2 separate regions of the Sus scrofa genome follow, and region 1 is linked to region 2. A link is a contact called in public HiChIP or PLAC-seq data. All regions are on one chromosome and are shown on one strand. Each heading gives the region's core, a stretch centred on a gene start, on an enhancer-like site or on the middle of the called end of the contact. The rest is flanking DNA. Distances are from core to core; before and after follow the strand shown. Region 1 has its middle 100 kb from the start of SGK1. Region 2 has its middle 150 kb from the start of ALDH8A1.

Evidence for each region. HiChIP or PLAC-seq counts read pairs in DNA pulled down with a chosen protein or histone mark.
Region 1: an H3K27ac HiChIP or PLAC-seq map of alveolar macrophages shows a contact between it and region 2. The contact joins two enhancer-like sites. A contact is called at or near these places in 1 of 47 Hi-C or Micro-C datasets (embryonic fibroblasts) and 1 of 2 datasets of contacts at active chromatin or transcription factors (alveolar macrophages).

Annotation. Positions count from the first base shown.
Region 1 is chr1:29,643,030-29,646,177 of Sscrofa11.1, forward strand. It overlaps a transcript of SGK1 not described here. Among named protein-coding and RNA genes, the nearest start is that of SGK1, 100 kb to the right of the region's middle. Within about 2 kb of position 1,837, at least 2 of the 83 cell types and tissues checked have an H3K27ac peak or open chromatin away from gene starts, as enhancers often do. A contact at or near this core is called in alveolar macrophages, where this site is marked.
Region 2 is chr1:29,205,802-29,208,937 of Sscrofa11.1, forward strand. No RefSeq gene overlaps it. Among named protein-coding and RNA genes, the nearest start is that of ALDH8A1, 150 kb to the left of the region's middle. Within about 2 kb of position 1,405, at least 18 of the 83 cell types and tissues checked have an H3K27ac peak or open chromatin away from gene starts, as enhancers often do. A contact at or near this core is called in alveolar macrophages, where this site is marked.

The DNA.
Region 1 (3,148 bases), core at 587-3,086, 440 kb after region 2:
CCATCTTCTGGACTCTCTCTCTCTCTCTCTCTCTTATTTTTTTTTAAGGGCCACACTTGTGGCATATGAAGGTTCCCAGGCCAGGGGGTCAAATTGGAGCTGTAGCCACCAGCCTAAGCCACAGCCACAGCAATGCCAGATCCAAGCCAAATCTGCAATCTATGCCATGGCTTGGGGCAATGTCAGATCCTTAACCCACTAAGCGAGGCCAGGGATCGAACCCACATCCTTGTAGATACTAGCCAGGTTCTTAACCTGCTGAGCCTCAGTTGGAGCTCCTGGACTCCTTAATAAAGCCTTTTTTCTCTCACCTCCAAATCTACTCTTTCCTGCCTTTCATCTCCTTGGCTGTCCCATGAAGAAATCACAGCACTTAGTCAGATTATGGTAGTGAGGCTTTTGTGGCAGGGAAAAAGCCAGTGAAAGAGGAAAGAACTTCCCTGGAGTCTTAAAGAGAAATGGCAAACTTGGGATTAGAATTGGGATCCTTCTTTGTGGCCATAAACTCTTTTAGCCTCTCAGATATCTACTGTTATTGTTTGTTTTTCTACTTTTCTTGATTTACTTTCTCTATTTGAATTCAAGAAGCATTTTGTTTTGTGAAGAAGTGAGGTATTTGGATATTCTTGGGAACAGCTGATGCTAATGTGCTTTAGCTTAAATTACATTATTCCTCCCCACCTACCACGGGGCAAAAAAAAGCCATAGGAACTGGAAAACTACCAGAGGCTCCTAAAGCCTGTCAGAGGAAATGGCCTAATTCTTTCTTTGAAACTAGAACAAACAGACAGAGCCAAACACTGAGTATTAACAAACTGGAAATCTTTTTTCTATATTGTAAATCTTTTTTTTTTTTTTTTTCCGTCTTTTTAGAGCCACACCTGCAACACATGGAAGTCCCGGGATAGGGGTCAAATCAGAGCCGCAGCTGCCGGCCTATGCCACAGTCACAGTCACAGCAACTCAAGATCTGAGCCATGTCTGCGACCTACACCACAGCTCACAGCAACCCGGGATCCTTAACCCACTGAGCAAGGCCAGGGATAGAACCTGCATCCTCATGGATACTAGTGGGGTTCTTAACTCTGTAAGCCACAATGGGAACCTGGACATTTTTTAAAAAATGGTTTACTAAGCAGAAGCATAAAATAATCTTAAGGACAACATTTTTTTTTTTTTTTTTTTTTTTGGTCTTTTTGCCATTTCTTGGGCTGCTCCTGCAGCATATGGAGGTTCCCAGGCTAGGGGTCAAATCGGAGCTGTAGTCACCGGCCTACGCCAGAGCCACAGCAACATGGGATCTGAGCCGCATCTGCAACCTACACCACAGCTCACAGCAACACTGGATCCTTAACCCACTGAACAAGGCCAGGGATCAAACCCCCAACCTCATGGTTCCTAGTCGGATTCGTTAACCACTGAGCCATGACGGTAACTCCCCTAAATATTTTTTTAATTTTGTTAATTGTAGTTTAATATAATTTATACCTTTGTAATCCTATGTATTTTACTTAATTCATTAACAATTTATTCTAGGAAGGGATTTCTAGACTTTGCCAGATTGCCAGAAGGGATCTAGGCTCAAAAAGTCAAGAGGCCCTGTAGTCATTCCCCTTCCTTAGTCTGTTCTTCTGACCTTGAACTCTTCACTCTTGACCTGGCCAACACACACTCTCATTCCTCAGGGCAGGATTGAAAGGTAGCCCTTAAAAGTGCCTTCCCTGATCCTCCCAGATTGGGAGAACTTCCTGTCTGTTTCGTTAGCAGTGAACTTCCCTCAGTTATGGGTTGATTTCACTATGATTCAACAATCGTTTCACCGTTTGACCCTTAACACACACATAAGCTCTTTAAAATGAGCCCAGTGGCTTTATTCCTGTTATATCCGCTGTGCCCAACCCATAGATGTGTTTAGTTATTCTCTGTTCAACTCTGAGTGATTCTCACCACATTTTAGCAGCATGCCTTCCTGGGCCATTCATTCATACCAACATTTATTCTGAATCTGCTAGGTTCCTGGGATTTTCCAGGCCCTGGAAATAAGGCAGAGGTTATATAGAAAGTAATTCCTGACCTAGATGCTTACAGGCTCATGAAGGGAACTAGTCGATAAACAAAGTTTGGAAAGTGAAATATTCCAGTCACAGAAGAACACTACTGTGTGATTGCTGTAGTATAAGGTATCTAGAGTAGTCAAATTCACAGGGACAGAGAGTACCAATGGTGGGTGCCAGAGGCTGGGGGGAGGGGCTGTCAGGGATGAAGAGGTACTTTTTAATGGGGTACAGATTTTCAGTTTTGAAAGACTGGTCTGGAGATGGGTGGTGGTGATGGCACAACAATGTGAAGAACGGAACTGCACACTTAGAGATGTTTAAAATGGTAAATTTTATGTTATGTAAATTTCACTACAACATTTAAAGATTGGTCTGGAGATGGGTGGTGGTGATGGCACAACAATGTGAAGAACTGAACTGCACACTTAGAGATGTTTAAGATGGTAAATTTTATGTTATGTAAATTTCACTACAACATTTAAAAAGTAAAGCACGCTGTAGTAGATGGGAAACGTGCTAAAGAAAAATAAAGATGAGAAGGAGGAATAGGAAGGGCTGAGAGGTAAGAGGCTGGGACAGACCTCAGGGCTGTAGGATTTCTTACCTGTTTTTGTTCAGGGCCTGAGCTACAGGCACCCAAACCACATGTTTGGAAGAGGATTCAGAAAGCCCTAAATCTTTCATCTGATCATCCGTGGGTACTAAAGCAGAACTTTTGTAATACAAGTTGCTAAATTTCCAAGACTTGGATGCTTTTCATTCCTCCAGCACCTTCTGGAAAAAGCATACAGTCCATGAGTGAAATCCTCAGGAAGAATATTTGGCAACTCAGATTGTCACTTGGACCTACCATTTATCTTTTCCCGTCCACTTTTCAGTTTGACATAAGCATTTTGCCACTGCGCGTCATCAAAGAATTATGAGACGATTTGAGGAGGTGCATATGATTCATTTTTGAAAATCAGATAATTATATCTGATTTATGTCTTCAGTGTCCTCATAAATCACCTTAATATCCATGCTTCCTTGAGTTTGGCTTTATACAATTTACTTTCCTTAACTCAAAAAAGATAATCAGGTGTTCCCATCAT
Region 2 (3,136 bases), core at 155-2,654:
CTGGACCGTTAACCCACTGAGCAAGGGCAGGGATCGAACCCGCAACCTCATGGTTCCTAGTCGGATTCGTTAACCACTGAGCCACGATGGGAACTCCAAAGTTTGTTTTTTTATTCATATTTCCTTTTGTAGAATTTCAGGTTTTCTAAAGTACATTACACAGCATGTTCACAGTCTTCTTTTTTTAATCTTGAGGGTAGTCTGTTTCCCATATTAAAAAAATAAGCCCAAATACTGTATCTACTGGTATTTGAAATGAGACATCAGTGGCTTTTAAAGGAAGTGAGCATCTTGATACTTGAGCTAACGAGTAGTTATTAATGGAATAGTATAACAATCACATTGTCATTTATACCGTTTTATCAACAATGTAATTTTTCTGAAGCTACGTATAAATTCATCTCTTTGGCTGTTTTTCCCCAGATTTTTTTTTTTTTTTTCCTTTTTGCCTGAACCAGAACAGTGACGACACCGGATCCTTAACATCCTGAGCCACCAGGGAACTCTTTCCCCAGGTTTTTTTACATCACAAATCTTTACTCAACCATGTTCAGTATTTTCCAGAAATTATTTTCTATCTTTGGAAGCACTGGGTATTTAGGATGATGGTTTATTGGTCCTTTATCAGCTCAAAGTTTAGTTGCTTTGTATCATTTCCCATTTTTTAGATCAGTTTTTCTAATGTCACCTATTTTGTTTCTTAGCACTACCATTAGCCGCTTAAATAGTAGAACCTAAAATAATGAATGGAGAGAAATGTCAATAATTATTTTCTTAAAGCCTCACATTGAATAGAAACTATGCAGTATAGTAATTATCCAGCCCAGCATTTATCAAATGGAGTACCTGTCCCATGAAATGTTAATAAACTCTCATTAAAAGAAGAATTTGACGGGAAAATTGCTTCTTGAAGATCTGTTCATACACAATAGCATCCTAAAGTCCTGAGAAATCCTGCACTAAGAAATCAGTCTTTGTTTAACGCAGTTTTTCTCAACTATACTTGGCCATAGAAATCATTTTCTGTGTTAAGATCCCCTGGAATGCTGGTGTGGTCTCATCACATATACATACATATCTACAGCCTTCCTTATACTTGAATGCCATGTCTATTTACCATGTGTGTGACTTGACTATTGCTCTAATCTGACATTCATCAAGTCCAGCTGGCCTGGCTCACCCCTGCTCCATCACTACTGCTGGACTGTCATCCCTGCGGGTCACTGACATCTGCTGTCAAATACCATCAGCAGTCTTCTTGGCTTGTGAAAAAAAATGGAGAAATATGGGAAATGACTAAAACTATGACTCCCATCTGCTTTTGCTGTCGTGCTGTCACCTCAGACTCTTTGTCATTGAGAGCGTGATGCGCATGAAGGATGTGATCTAGAAGGGCCTGGTCCTGCACTCCCCACCCACAGGCCATCTGGAGCAGGCAGGGGAGGTGAGCCAAAGATTACAATCCCGAGAGGTAGAATGTGCCAGTGATTATATCTCCTGGAAATGCATCCATAAGAACTCTGATTTGTGTTTCATGTTTTATAGGCTGTCTGCTGACCTCCCTTTACAATGGAGCCAAAGTATGTGTGGGTGTAATGTGAAACTAAGTTTAGGTCCTGCAGCCTGTCTTAAACCCAGGCACAGGGAAGAGGTGGGGTGGAAGCTGAACTTGTACTGAACTTGTCTGCTTCCTGTTCAGTTGGTATGAATGTGTTATTGAGCAGAAGGGGAAAAAAAAATCTTTCCATTGAGACTTAAATGGCTTGACTGAAACCTAACCTGGGTTTGCTGCTGCCATGACTTCCACGCATCAGTGTCTCTGTGTGTCCTTGGGGTAACCTCCACTAGCTGTTGACAAGCCAGGCTGTGTTAGATAAGTGGCCAAAAACCAAAGGTAAAGAGGTGATGGATGGGGAGGCTCTAACAGTGAGGACCTATATAATCCACTGAATTTCCCTGGTCACCTCCTTTGTCTGACCTCTGAATGTCCCTTCCATTACTCTCTCAGCTGTGAACTTCAGACAGATAGTCCTTCTCCTATTTGTTCAGGGCTTTCCTGGAACACCCCACTAAAAGTGTCATCTTGATGTCTCTGCCAGGGCATGGCTGTGATTCATAGATCACAGACATAAATCATGCATCTCTGGATCCTTCAAATGATGCTTAAAAGTGCCCTGCCTTGTGGACCTCTTATAACTCTACTGGATGGAATCTGACTATGAAATATTCATCTGAGAGTCCCTTCTTTTTTTTTTTAATTTTCTTTCCCATTAATGAGGAAATGATTTTAAGCACCAGTTTTCAGAACCAAATAAACTCGAGGAGGAATAAAAATAGCAATGACCTATTTAAATTTGGGGAGGGAAGTGGAAAAATGTTGAAAATTAGAAGTTGTGCAAATAGCTTGGTAATCTCTGGGTATTACAAAATCTAACTGTGGTCTGCAGACAATGCTGAAGGTTGTAGTAGCTACTTGAATGAGGAGTGAGCTTGGAATGTCAGCCAGCCTCAGTGCTTGCTTGGTTTTAGGAATACCACCTGTGAAATTGGTCTTGGTGGGAGGTTCACACAGTAATAAATAGCCTAATGAACCTCTTATATCCTCACACAAACTCAGAGCTGCCCAGGCACTTTCTGACAGTATCTTCTTTCCCTTCCGTTGTGGAATGAAAAGAAAGCCAGTGGAAATTTTCTTAAGTCTGTAAGTGCTCCTGGCACTCTATGTGACACAACCCAGTGGAACATGGAACTTGATATGGGATTTCCCATTCCAGCACTTACTCAACCAGATACAGTGAGACAGGCTTGCTGTAATTCATCGCTAGTCTTCTCTTTGGCTCTTCTTTCATGGCTATCATGTTATATGCAGCTTTATGTTTTGCTGCTCCATTTTCCTTCTTCACAGCTAATGGTTATGGAATCAGGTGCTTAGTCAATTTCCTAGAAATTTGGCAGCAAGTATAATGATCGCTCTTTACTCCTCACTGTTAATGTATTGAAACCCTTTCCTACTTAATACATATCTTTAGGGCTGTCTAGATATTTGCTTACCCATGCACTCGTATATTGGAGTGCATTTGAATAGGTCCATTTATCCAAGTGGAGGAAGAGGTCAGAAACCTACATACAATTCTTT